2 separate regions of the Hordeum vulgare genome follow, and region 2 is linked to region 1. A link is a contact called in public Hi-C data. All regions are on one chromosome and are shown on one strand. The core of a region is the stretch at or near the end of the contact, and the rest is flanking DNA. Distances in the headings are between cores, read along the strand shown. Region 1 holds the start of LOC123401995 (E3 ubiquitin-protein ligase UPL3-like). Region 2 has its middle 11 kb from the start of LOC123404155.

Region 1 (5,473 bases), core at 2,046-4,545:
AAGCATTGTCTACTGAAGCAGTGCATGCAGCCTCCAATGACTGAAACCATTCTCTGGAAGAAACGAATCACACATCATAGTAGAAACTTGTATTGGTACCTGGATATGTTTGTCGTGCTAAGGAGAGTCTGGATCATTTCAGCAGAGCTATAGCACATTAATTTCCCAATGATAGATAAACACTTATGACGTGTTGGTGCATTTACACTTGAACCATACACCTGTCCGGCAGGAGAGGTTATTAAGTATGAGAACCCAAAATAAGTCCAAAAGTTTGTGATTAAAATTCGTCAACAAGAAATAAGAAAGAGAGCAGACCTGTGTCATTACGGGCAATAAGTCCATACCGAACTGCTGTAGAAGTTCGGGGTGCTCTTGTAATAGACTCTCATGGCCTGACCTCTCATTTTCTGTTGAACCAGCCCCATCTTGTCTGGTGGGAGCAGGTCTCCTTGTTGAAGAGCCTTTAATAAATACACGACAGTTTGTTGGTAAAGAAATTATCCCCACAGGCAAATGTGGGAGCAAATCATCGGCAAGGCTCACGATCTCAAACATCTGCAGGGTTACGAGTAAATATATGAACACCATACGTGCAAGAAAAGCATGCAAGCATATATCACCGTCCCACTCCGGATAAAAAAACTTGCGAGTTTATTGTTTTAATCAATGCTTGAGCAGCTAAGCAAGAGAAGTAGCTCCAGACAATATTACACGTCTATATCCAACAAATGTCAGATTCTTTTGAAACTCTATCAAATATGGTTGTTGCAAGACATGATTTACTTGTGCATTTCTGTTCCCTATTCGTGCCTCCTTAGAACATCTTAAAGGTTTTGATGCAAGATGCCTAAATCAAGGATGATAACTAAATTGGTTTGGCAATCCATGCTCCTAAGACATGGCATTTTTACTTGGCTCTGTAGCTTTCTTTTGGATGGTAGTCTGCACGTTCATCCTCAAGACAACTGTGGACTAGTTTGCTACATCCTACATAACTCTCTTCAGCACTGAAGAAAATTACGCATTTATCTGGCATGTATAATTACACAAATGTTACGGAACCTTTCCATTTTCAACAAGTTTGTAAGCTGTGGAGAGGATGTGAAAAGAGGCAATGCTAGTACATCATCTGCTACTCAAATTTCAATAGAGTAATGCATACGAATTGGGTCCCATCAAAGATGGTAAAAACTAGTCATAAAGCTAACACCCACAGAAGAGTAAAGCCAGTGATAGATGTAACTACCTGATCAGCAGGCCTTGACAAAGCCGGGGCGACTGATGTTCCGGCAACCAAACCGGACCCTGAAAGAATTTCTTTAATGGTGCCACTAATGCCAAGAAGAAGAAGTGTTTTGGTTGCCAACAGCGATCCACTCGCACATGTTGAGAGAAGACGGATTAAACCCTGAAAGGATGAGCAATCCACACTTAGCAAGACAAAGACAACAGGAAAGAAAAAGGCCAAAGTAAACAATACAGAAGGATAGCAAAACACATTTCTTTGTGTATACCGTATATGTCGATGTGCTCAGCGATGTCTGGCCTGGGGAGTTGCTGATGGATACCAAGTTAGCGGCTTGCGCAACCAACCCATGATTGCACAGTTCATCCAACTTCTCAGGTTGGTGAGCAAAGGCCTCTGCGATGCGTGTCAAACAAACAGAAGCATGCTCTAGCACCTGTAATCAATGTGCACAAATAAAAGGTTGAAACCATTGTATGTGCCCTGGCAGGATTCGTATATCGTAATAAGAGATGAGAGATCAAGGGTCAGAAGCTTGGACTTCGAAGGCACGTACCTTAGAGTCATGATGGTGTAGGAGATTAGTGAGCAACGGTACCGCTTCCATGACGAACTCGGATGCATCGGATGGCAGCTTCCTGCAAATATTAGCAGCAGTAGACAATGCAACTCTCTAGAAGAATGCATGGCCACCAAGGAAACATATATGGTAAGTAGAAGCAAACAGTGCACACAGGAAAAACAGGGGAAACGAAACTGAAGTAGAATGGAACCAAGGTGTATGCTCTGTGAATACGACAAAATGAACTATACATTCTGATGAAGAAACCATGGAGTTGAATTCGAATAAATACCTGAACACCAGTAGAGAAGAAGTCCAGATACGACAGGACGGCCATTAGTGCACCAGCTCTCAAACAGGCGGTCGGATGCTCCAGCGAAATCTTCCTCAGAGCTTGCAGAGACTAGGAGCATCAACACAAAAACAGATACCGAAATTTGTCAGTATCTCGGCGAGGGAATGGGCGAGGGGAGCAAGACGACATGTTTGTCTCCCTTGCGAATCTACCGAGATAACAAAATAAGTAGAAGTGGATGCATCCAGGATCGATGATGACATAATATCCAGCCATACACGCTAATCGTCTCGCCGCGGTCCAAATATGGCGCGAACACATGCAAAATTCTAAGCAACAGCATATTCATTTCGCGCAAAGAAAAGAAAAACCAGGTGCAACTTTAGCTAGATTAGATGGGTCGATTAATCTCTAGGTGGGTTAATGAGTCAAGTCACCTGCTCGGCGAGGTCCATGTACTCAATGGTGAGGAGCCGGGCGCAGAAGCACGGTATAGCACCATAGTGCACGACAGAGGAGCAGGCAGAGGGCAGCACGTCGACGAGGTTGGCGAGGGCGCGGGCGGCGAGCAGCATGACGTTGGGGCTGGCGCCGGGGCCGTCGTCCTCGCGGAGCAGGCCGACGAGGAGCGGCACGAAGGCGTCGACGGGGAAGGCGGCGAGGGAGTCCTCGGTGCCGATGCAGAGCATCTCGCAGAGCTGGTTGAGGGAGACGAGCTGGCGCGACTCGTCGCCCTCGGCCTGCAGGCCGGCGAGGATCCGCTTGAGCTGCGCGGAGGCGGTGGAGGAGGCGGCGGCGGCGGCGGCGGAGCCCGGGAGCAGGTCGTCGAGCCCTGCGCCGATCCTGCGGAGGAGGCCCTGGAGCGCGGTGCTGGCTGAGGTGAAGGAGGGCGGGAAGGGCGCTGCGGACCCGTCGTCGTCGCCCTCGTCGTCCTCGTCCTCGTGGTGGTGGTGGTGGGGCGGGGCGGGGTTGGAGGTGGAGGAGGGGTCCGGGTCCTTGCCTTTCTCCGCGGCGGCGGCCGCGGCGCGCGCCCGGCGGCGGGAGGACGGGGACGGGTCCATCGCGCGGCGGGCGCGGAGAGGGGGAGGAGGGGCCGTGCGGGCGCGCTTGGAGGAGGAGGGGGAGGGGGAGGAGGAGGAGGGGGTGCTGGCGGCGGCGGCGCGCTTGCGGCTGCGCGTTTCCATGCACGCGACGGGCGGTCCGGCGGGGCGGCTCGCTGCCGTGCCTAGGCGGCCGGCGGCAGCGGGCGCATCGGGCGGGCGGATCTGCGGCTGGTTGATCCCCGCGGGCGGCCGGGATCGATCCGGCGGCGGCGCGGTGGGGGGAGGGGGAGGAGGAGGGGTGGATCCCTAATGGAGGGGGGGCGCTAATGGCGTTGGATTTGGGGATTTTGTGGAGAGGGTTAGCCACTGACGGAGAAAGACGGGATTTTTGCCACTCTTCTCTTCTCTTCTCTTCACTCCCACTTCACCTCCACGACCGCTTCTCCCCTACCCCTTTTCTCTTCCTCCTCCATCAATAAAATAATAATATGTCTTCCTCCTTTTGTGCCCAACTAATAAGAGCAAGTACAATAATATAGCCAGCTGCTGGTTATAAGTCATTGCCATGTCATCTATATCTCACCTTATAGCCAACATGTACAATAGTTCATTGCAAAAGTGTAATACTTATTTATTATATGGTTCACCTTTCATACTCATAAAATGCCTAGGAGCACGTGCTAGAGCTGGCTCTTAGCTAAAAGCTCGCTTACCTTCTTTATTGTATGGTGCACCTTTCATACTCACAAATATAATTAGAAATGGAGGGAGTAGTCCATATAGAATCATTTCCATAATGTTTATTTTTTCTAATGAAAATAAAAAATAGAAATTGCATTTCCATAATCATCAACTCTTCAGGCTCATACATCAAGCCAGGGCAGGCCGACACCCACCCCCGAAGCCCACTACAGCCGTCCCAACAACCCTCCTCAAAATGACCAAACCACCCCCACCTCCAATACCCTCCACTACACGCACGCCCGTAATTACCTCGAACCTCCAGCCCCGTTTTCGTCATCACACCAGCACACTCTGATGTCACATCACACCACACACACACTCGCACAGCAGCTTCCACAACACAGCGGCGGCTAGGGTTCTACCACCTCCAGAGCCCCAATCCTTCCTCCAATCCAACCCAGCCCATCGTCCATGCCGGCGGCCTCCTCCTAGGTTCGATCTCCTCGACGACGACCCCTCGCAGCTCCTCGCCGCCGCCGCCGCCAAGAAGGCCGCCGCCCCGGCCCCAGCCAAGCCGGCCTCCAAGCAGCCCGCCAAGACCCCGCCGCCCGGTGAGTGCACCTCGATTCGCCCTCTATCCAATTCGATTGCTGGATTCATGTTTCGTTGCGAGCTTCCATTTCTGCTGCTCATGGTGCGATGTGGTTTCTGCTGCAGCGGAGGACGCGAGGGGCAGCCGTGAGGATGTGGCCCGGCGCGGGAGGGGCGGCCGCGGGGGCGGGTTCGGCCGGACCGGTCGGAGGCGCGACCACGGCGACACCGACGCCAACGGCTTCAAGGGCGGCTACGTCGGCGGATATGAGGCGCCTCGGCTGAAGGACGGCTGGTGATCTGGCCAGTTGGAATTTTAAACGAACTCTTGGTCAAACATTTCGTGGAGTAAACTACTGGCCTCAACCCATTACTCGCGTCACATGCAACTATATGGAAATGCTAAAAACATTTAGATGCCTAGGTTACCTTGCTAAAATATATGGAAATGTTAAAAACATGGTACACTTTCTGAGCTATCACATGCAACTCCTCACTGACATTGGGAAATAGAAAAGGAAAACAATGTTCAAAATTATTTACAAGAATATACGGGGAAAAATAGATTTGCATCTTACAACTGAGTATCAAGTGGGAAATTGAATTTGCATCTTACAACTCAGTATCAAGTGGGAAAATTGAGTATCAAGTAGTTATTTGTTTCAATGGCACTTGAGTTTGGATGTTGCACTATTATTCTAGGACGGTGTTCTCTTTTTTCATGATATGGTTTCCTTATGCAGGTGCACAAGAGAGTGTCGTGTGGTGTGCACAGTGGAGAAGTCGTCGCCCAACATCAGCAGCAAGTCTGTCGGCATGCGGCCGACGCTCACTCTGACACTCACCCTGACATGGCCTGCCCTGCCCCTTTGGTGGCTTCTTCTTCGACTACATCATTGGTAAGCCATTGGTCCCCCATCAACGGATTTAATATGCTTGGTTTTGGTCTAGTTTTTTTAATCTTTGTGACACTTTTGTTTCAAACACCAATTGAATGCCAGTTAGTTGTATGCAATGGCATTGATTTTTTGAACGGCGGAGACACTTTC
Region 2 (5,473 bases), core at 1,856-4,355, 49 kb after region 1:
ACATCTTCATCTGAAGGACCCCTGAGCAAAACCTGAGCCCAACCAAAACCAATACCTGTAAGTATATCACCAGCATTGCTGCAAAGCAACGAATATATATATAGCAAGATGCACACAGTATAAAATAAGTCATAGCTCAGAATATTGTATAGCAAACTGATTTAAAACTTCTATATAGTCCTTTCTTTACCAATTCTGGAGAAGCACAAGTTGAGAAAACACTATATAGTACTTCTATATAATCTGATTTGAAATTTATATAAACTGATTTGAAACTTCTATATATCTATACTGCAGAAGCACAAGTTGAGAAAATACTGCACTGCACAGGTTTATAAAAGATGAGACTCAGGGCCTTAAACCACCATAGTGATAGTCTGACCCATGGTAGAAGCCTAGAACAAATAGTGCTAGAACAGGCATACCACCAAAAAATAGTTGGCGGCTGCTTTGGTTTGATTTGTTAGATAATGGCTATATTGGCAAAATCTAAGGCGCGCAGCATGAACAGTTTTCTCTGGCGCAGGTCTAGTGTGGAAGATACGATGAGAAGGGTAATATTAGGTACCAACCAAGTCATTGAAAACAGGCAGAACAAAGGAAGGATGAGGCAGACGCGGAGAGATGTTCAACACGGCAGAAGGTGGGCAAGGCGGGCTCCTGGGTATGCCGGGCTCCTGGAACCGGTGGATCCCTCTGGCCGTAGGTGTGCTGGAACCGCGGGATCCTTCTAGCCGTACGTGTGCTGGAACCGGGGGATCCCTCTGGCCGTAGGTGTGCTGGAACCGGGGGATCCCTCTGGCCGTAGGTGTGTAGGGCGGGCTCCTGGCACCGGGGGATCTCGCAGACGGATGCCACGGTGGTAGCCGCAACAATGGGCAATGGCGAGGGCTCCTGGCACCGGGGGATCTCGCAGACGGACTGCAGGCTACTCGCGGCAACAATCGGCAATGGTGACGCCGATGGTGCGACGGTAATCGGCAATCACGGAAGACTGGTCCTATGCGGTGGAGTGTGATTTTCTCCTTTTTTTCTTTTTTGAGGGGAAGTTTGGTTTTCTCCTATACGGTGGAGTATGTTGAGCCAATTGTAATTGCTAAGTCCACCCAGCATACGATGGATTAATGAGGGTCGTTAGATTAAGATCTGTGGGATTAATCGTGGGGTGCTAATTGGTTGATTTTTGTTATGTGGCGTTTTATGGGGTGCGTGTAGTGTAATTCATGTTTGCTTCTTTAATAGTAGTATAGATAAAAATATTTGTGTGTCCAATAAAGATAATTGTATTACATTTATAATAAAATAACATTTTCTTAATTTTTCATCATTCTTTTTTCGTCTCTTATTACTTGCGTCTTTGTTTTAGATATAAGACCGAGCAGGCACAAGGGCTTGAACCACCACCCATGCGCACCCAATCGCCTACCAACATATCAGGGTTGGTTTCATCTTGCCCCTACTATCGCACACAATGATAAGCGGAATACTACAAGCTCACGGGCATTTGTAGTGGTGAAGAATAAGTATTCTTCACCCCTCTCTATTTTCACATCAATACACCGTAATTTTATGTTTCTCAAATTTTAATCTATTCTCATACGTAGAAAGAGATCGTAAAAAAATACATAGTCACCGTAAAAAATATTTTATGTCGCGTAAAATTACAAACATAAAAACGTAGTATAAATTATACATAAAATGTGATTTTTCTGGTCTTATAACCTATATTTTTGTTTTCTTATGTCAAATTTTTCGTAGTGAATCAATATAAACGTATCTATTTGCATTTCAAATTTAATTTATTTATGAAATGGTCGTAAAATTACCTCGGGTGAGGAATAATTTAATCTACACCCTGGGTGATGAATAGAGTTTATATATATATATATATATATATATATATATATATATATATATATATAAGCATGCAACAAGGCCTGTTGTATTTCAAGAGAGAGAGAGAGAGAAAGCGAAGAACGTCTTTAAACACGGCTCGTACAAAATAGATATAGATGTGATTTGTAGGGCATTATGGAGCTCGGGCTCTGTGACACCCTTTATTTTTAAAAATTTCAAAATTCTCAGTTTCAAAAGAAATTCAAAATTCAAAATTTTCGTAGACATGATGATCTAATAAATGGCATGTGCATGCTGGTTGGCGTTCGAATTGGTTCGACGTCCTGCTATGGCATGCACCATAATATGTAGGAGAAATATTAGGCTGGCCACAGTAGAAGTAACTTAGGTAGTATCATGTTCTTGGGACTAGCAAATATGTTGATGTGACAGACAATTAAAAAAGAAAGAAAGGATTAGAGTAACATAGGTAGATACCGTAACATGTTAAATGTAATGCTACAATGTGTCTTGCATGTCAATAAATGAGGTCGTCTATGATACTATTCTATGATACTATGCATTAGGCTGGTCGTAATGGGAGTATCATAAGTAGTATCATGCATGCCAACTAGTCATATTTGATGAGGTGGCATAAAATTAAATGAAGAAAGAGAGGGTTGAGTATCATATTATGATACCGTATCATATTAAATATTGTGCTACAATGTGTCATGCATGACAATAAGTAATCTGTGCTATGATACTATCACATGATACTATGCATTACGGGTGTAGTATCATACACTAGTATCATATGCATGATACTAGTATATGATACTCTCCATTACAACCAGCCTTGTAGATGTAGTATCATATAATAATATCATGCATGATATTATTATATGATACTCCCCACTATAACCAGCCTTAACAACAATACTCTCTTCGTCCGGAAATCGAGGACAAGTATTTTCGGATGAAGGAAGTATATTTTTTCTGGTGTCTCGGTTAGGTGCGCCATTTTGATCAAGCATGGTTCCTTCCTATTCGCAAATTAAAAAATAGGGTTAACAGTGCATGGGCAAAACAGCCGAAACGAGTTTTGTGCATTGTATTGTACTCCAGTTCCGTAGGGAGAAAGAAAAAGAATTACATGAACAGGTGTTGCCCCCCCAAATTAGCACGTGCTGGCTAAATAATAACATAATCGCTGCGATGGGCCCCGCATTTCTCTTTCAAACGATGATTGACCTTAAATAGGCGGGCCCACATGAACATGACAGACGGCTGTAAATACTGTTGACAAAAAAGTCATGTACAGCAGACACGGAAAGGTAGACACAACCAACAAGGCATCACTGTCACGCCACATTTTCTCTCTTCATACCATAAATAAATAAAGAAAAGAAGGATCCATCTTTGGTGAGACACACATGACACTCGACAAGGCCACATAAGGGGTGCGGCTCCCAAGCTTCATTTTGCTTCTTCTTCTTCTTTGAAAAGAAAATGAAAAATGTAATACATGTTAGAATCCACCCCAAAAACTTGCTTGTTGTTGCATTTTATTTCAGAGAAGATTCTTTTTTCAAAATGAAGGGTTGGCTACAGCACAGCTGTCGTCTTCTTTCACTATATAGGTCCTTATGAAGAAAAAACGAAAACAAATGAATGCGACATGATGACAACGTTTCTTAGATAGGTAAGTTCTTCATATGAGTCGCACTACACTAGTGAGTCGTGTCAGATTCAATTCAAAACCAAATGCTTTCTTTCCGCAAGAAACATGGGGACGTCATGGCTCATATACCACCGCCCTCTTCGAGTCCGCGGCGTCAATGACAGGGCTAATGAACTCATTCAGCATCATGGTCGCCATCAGTAGCAGCCTCCTCCTACTTTAGAAATGTGTGGCAATGTTATTTTCTTATTAAGACATACTCGCCCACCTGGTGGTTTTCTTTATGTTTCCATGAGGCTGAGATGCACAAAGGCACTCTTTCTTATCCTTTGCAATTCATCACGGTTCTCCTTTTTTAGCATTTGCAGCTCCTTCCTGGCACTGCTTTGTTGGAGCCTTGGCATAACAAGACAATTAAATCAGGAAATGCAATTGTAGAAATAAAATATGTGTGGTACGACAACATTATTATGACCCTGGTAGAACCTGTCACCGATGTCTAGGTTTCACGCTTTATTTGCAGTATTTGGTCATTTCACCAACATGATTTCACGCTCACGCCATATTTCTTTTTATCATAAAGAGAAAAGGATCCATCGCCCAATTTAGTGAAACACACATGATGTCATGCCAATATTTAGCAACCATATTTTTTCCTTTTTGCAGCTCAAAAGAAAAAAAAGGATGAATATTGTTAAACTTGTTTGTTGTTATATTAAGAAAAAAATATTTCCCAAATTGAAGCACCGACTACAACTCAAGTGACATCTTCGTGAGTAGTTCCTTATTACCAACAAACAAACGCAAACTATATGAATGTGCCATGATGAGAGTGTTTATTGTAGACAGATGAATTTTCCATATATGTTACCAAAAGTTTAACTGGGAACTAGACTTGGTGAAGAGCCTATAAAAGGACCGCATGGTGCAGAAGTAGCCTCACCAAATATTTTATACTAAGCTCATGAAAGATCTCCTATGTGCAAATTATTGTTCATTACCTTTTGCTAATGTCGATCTTTCGACTTGCAGTGCAAATTATTTCATTTTTTATTACTAAAAGAAGCATCGTTTAACTAGTGATTTGCACATTTGTGTTTTGTCGATGCAAATGAGATCCTTATGTTGTGCGACAGTCGGTTGATCCTTGGTAATGGATTTGGTTTGTGTATGTACACACTAATCACAAAGGGAAAATGCGCCCCTTAATTCTCTATATGTACTGTTAATTTTTCATATGTGGCTATGTGATATTGATGATTGTTTTCAGATTAGAAAAGCGTGATTTCCCGAGAGATAAAAAATCATATAGTTGGAGAGGGGCAGGAGATGGAGGCTTTTCAACGATTTGGGCTTTGGGCCATCCAATGCGTTTTGCCAAACGTTGTGCTAGTACGATCCTGGCCTTGGTCGCCCTCGGTAATCGATTTTTTTGCAAATCGTCATGAGCTGCTGGACATTTTCACAAATGTCAAAGGTGGGTTGTTCCACCGTATAGGTGGTGCAATTTTGAGATTCGCCGTGGGGTATAAAAGCCGAGTGCCCTAGGTTTCCTCTCAATCAGCTTCCTCTCCTCATGTTTCTCTCTACCGTGAAAGGAGAGCCGTCACTGCCATGCTCACTGTCGGCCACCCTCACTGCCCCGCCTCATCTCCTTCCACTTGATACCGTCTCGCCGTCCCAGGTTCCTCCCATCCCGTTGGCCACCCTCCCTGCCCTGTATCATCTACTCCCCGTTGACGCCCTCTTGCCGCCCCCTTCCGTAAGACTTTCTTCTCATGCATCTTTCGAAGGGGCGCAGTTGCAGCTTGTGTAGCTGCTTGATGGCCTGCAAGTATACATGGTTTACTTATCGCCTTTTTGAAGTAAAATTATTGATCCTACATTAAGCAGAATTGGACTTTGTTCCTTCTAGAGGCTTATGAAAATGTGTATGCAAGTCAGTGCTGCAGC

The links. A called contact is a pair of places that touch in the nucleus more often than the background predicts.
Region 2: a contact with region 1 is called in a Hi-C map of leaf, with 2.5 times the contacts expected there. The contact joins the enhancer-like site here to the promoter of LOC123401995 in region 1. A contact is called at or near these places in 2 of 6 Hi-C or Micro-C datasets (leaf and seedling).

The regions. Positions count from the first base shown.
Region 1 is chr6H:3,953,124-3,958,596 of MorexV3_pseudomolecules_assembly, forward strand. It overlaps LOC123401995 (E3 ubiquitin-protein ligase UPL3-like), which reads right to left and starts at 3,296. Exons shown (of 18, transcript XM_045095850.1): 1 at 2,544-3,296; 2 at 2,104-2,214; 3 at 1,806-1,922; 4 at 1,518-1,685; 5 at 1,250-1,411; 6 at 319-558; 7 at 100-221. The coding sequence starts at 3,290.
Region 2 is chr6H:4,002,771-4,008,243 of MorexV3_pseudomolecules_assembly, forward strand. No RefSeq gene overlaps it. Among protein-coding and RNA genes, the nearest start is that of LOC123404155, 11 kb to the right of the region's middle. Within about 2 kb of position 3,106, at least 2 of the 3 cell types and tissues checked have open chromatin away from gene starts, as enhancers often do. A contact at or near this core is called in leaf, where this site is marked.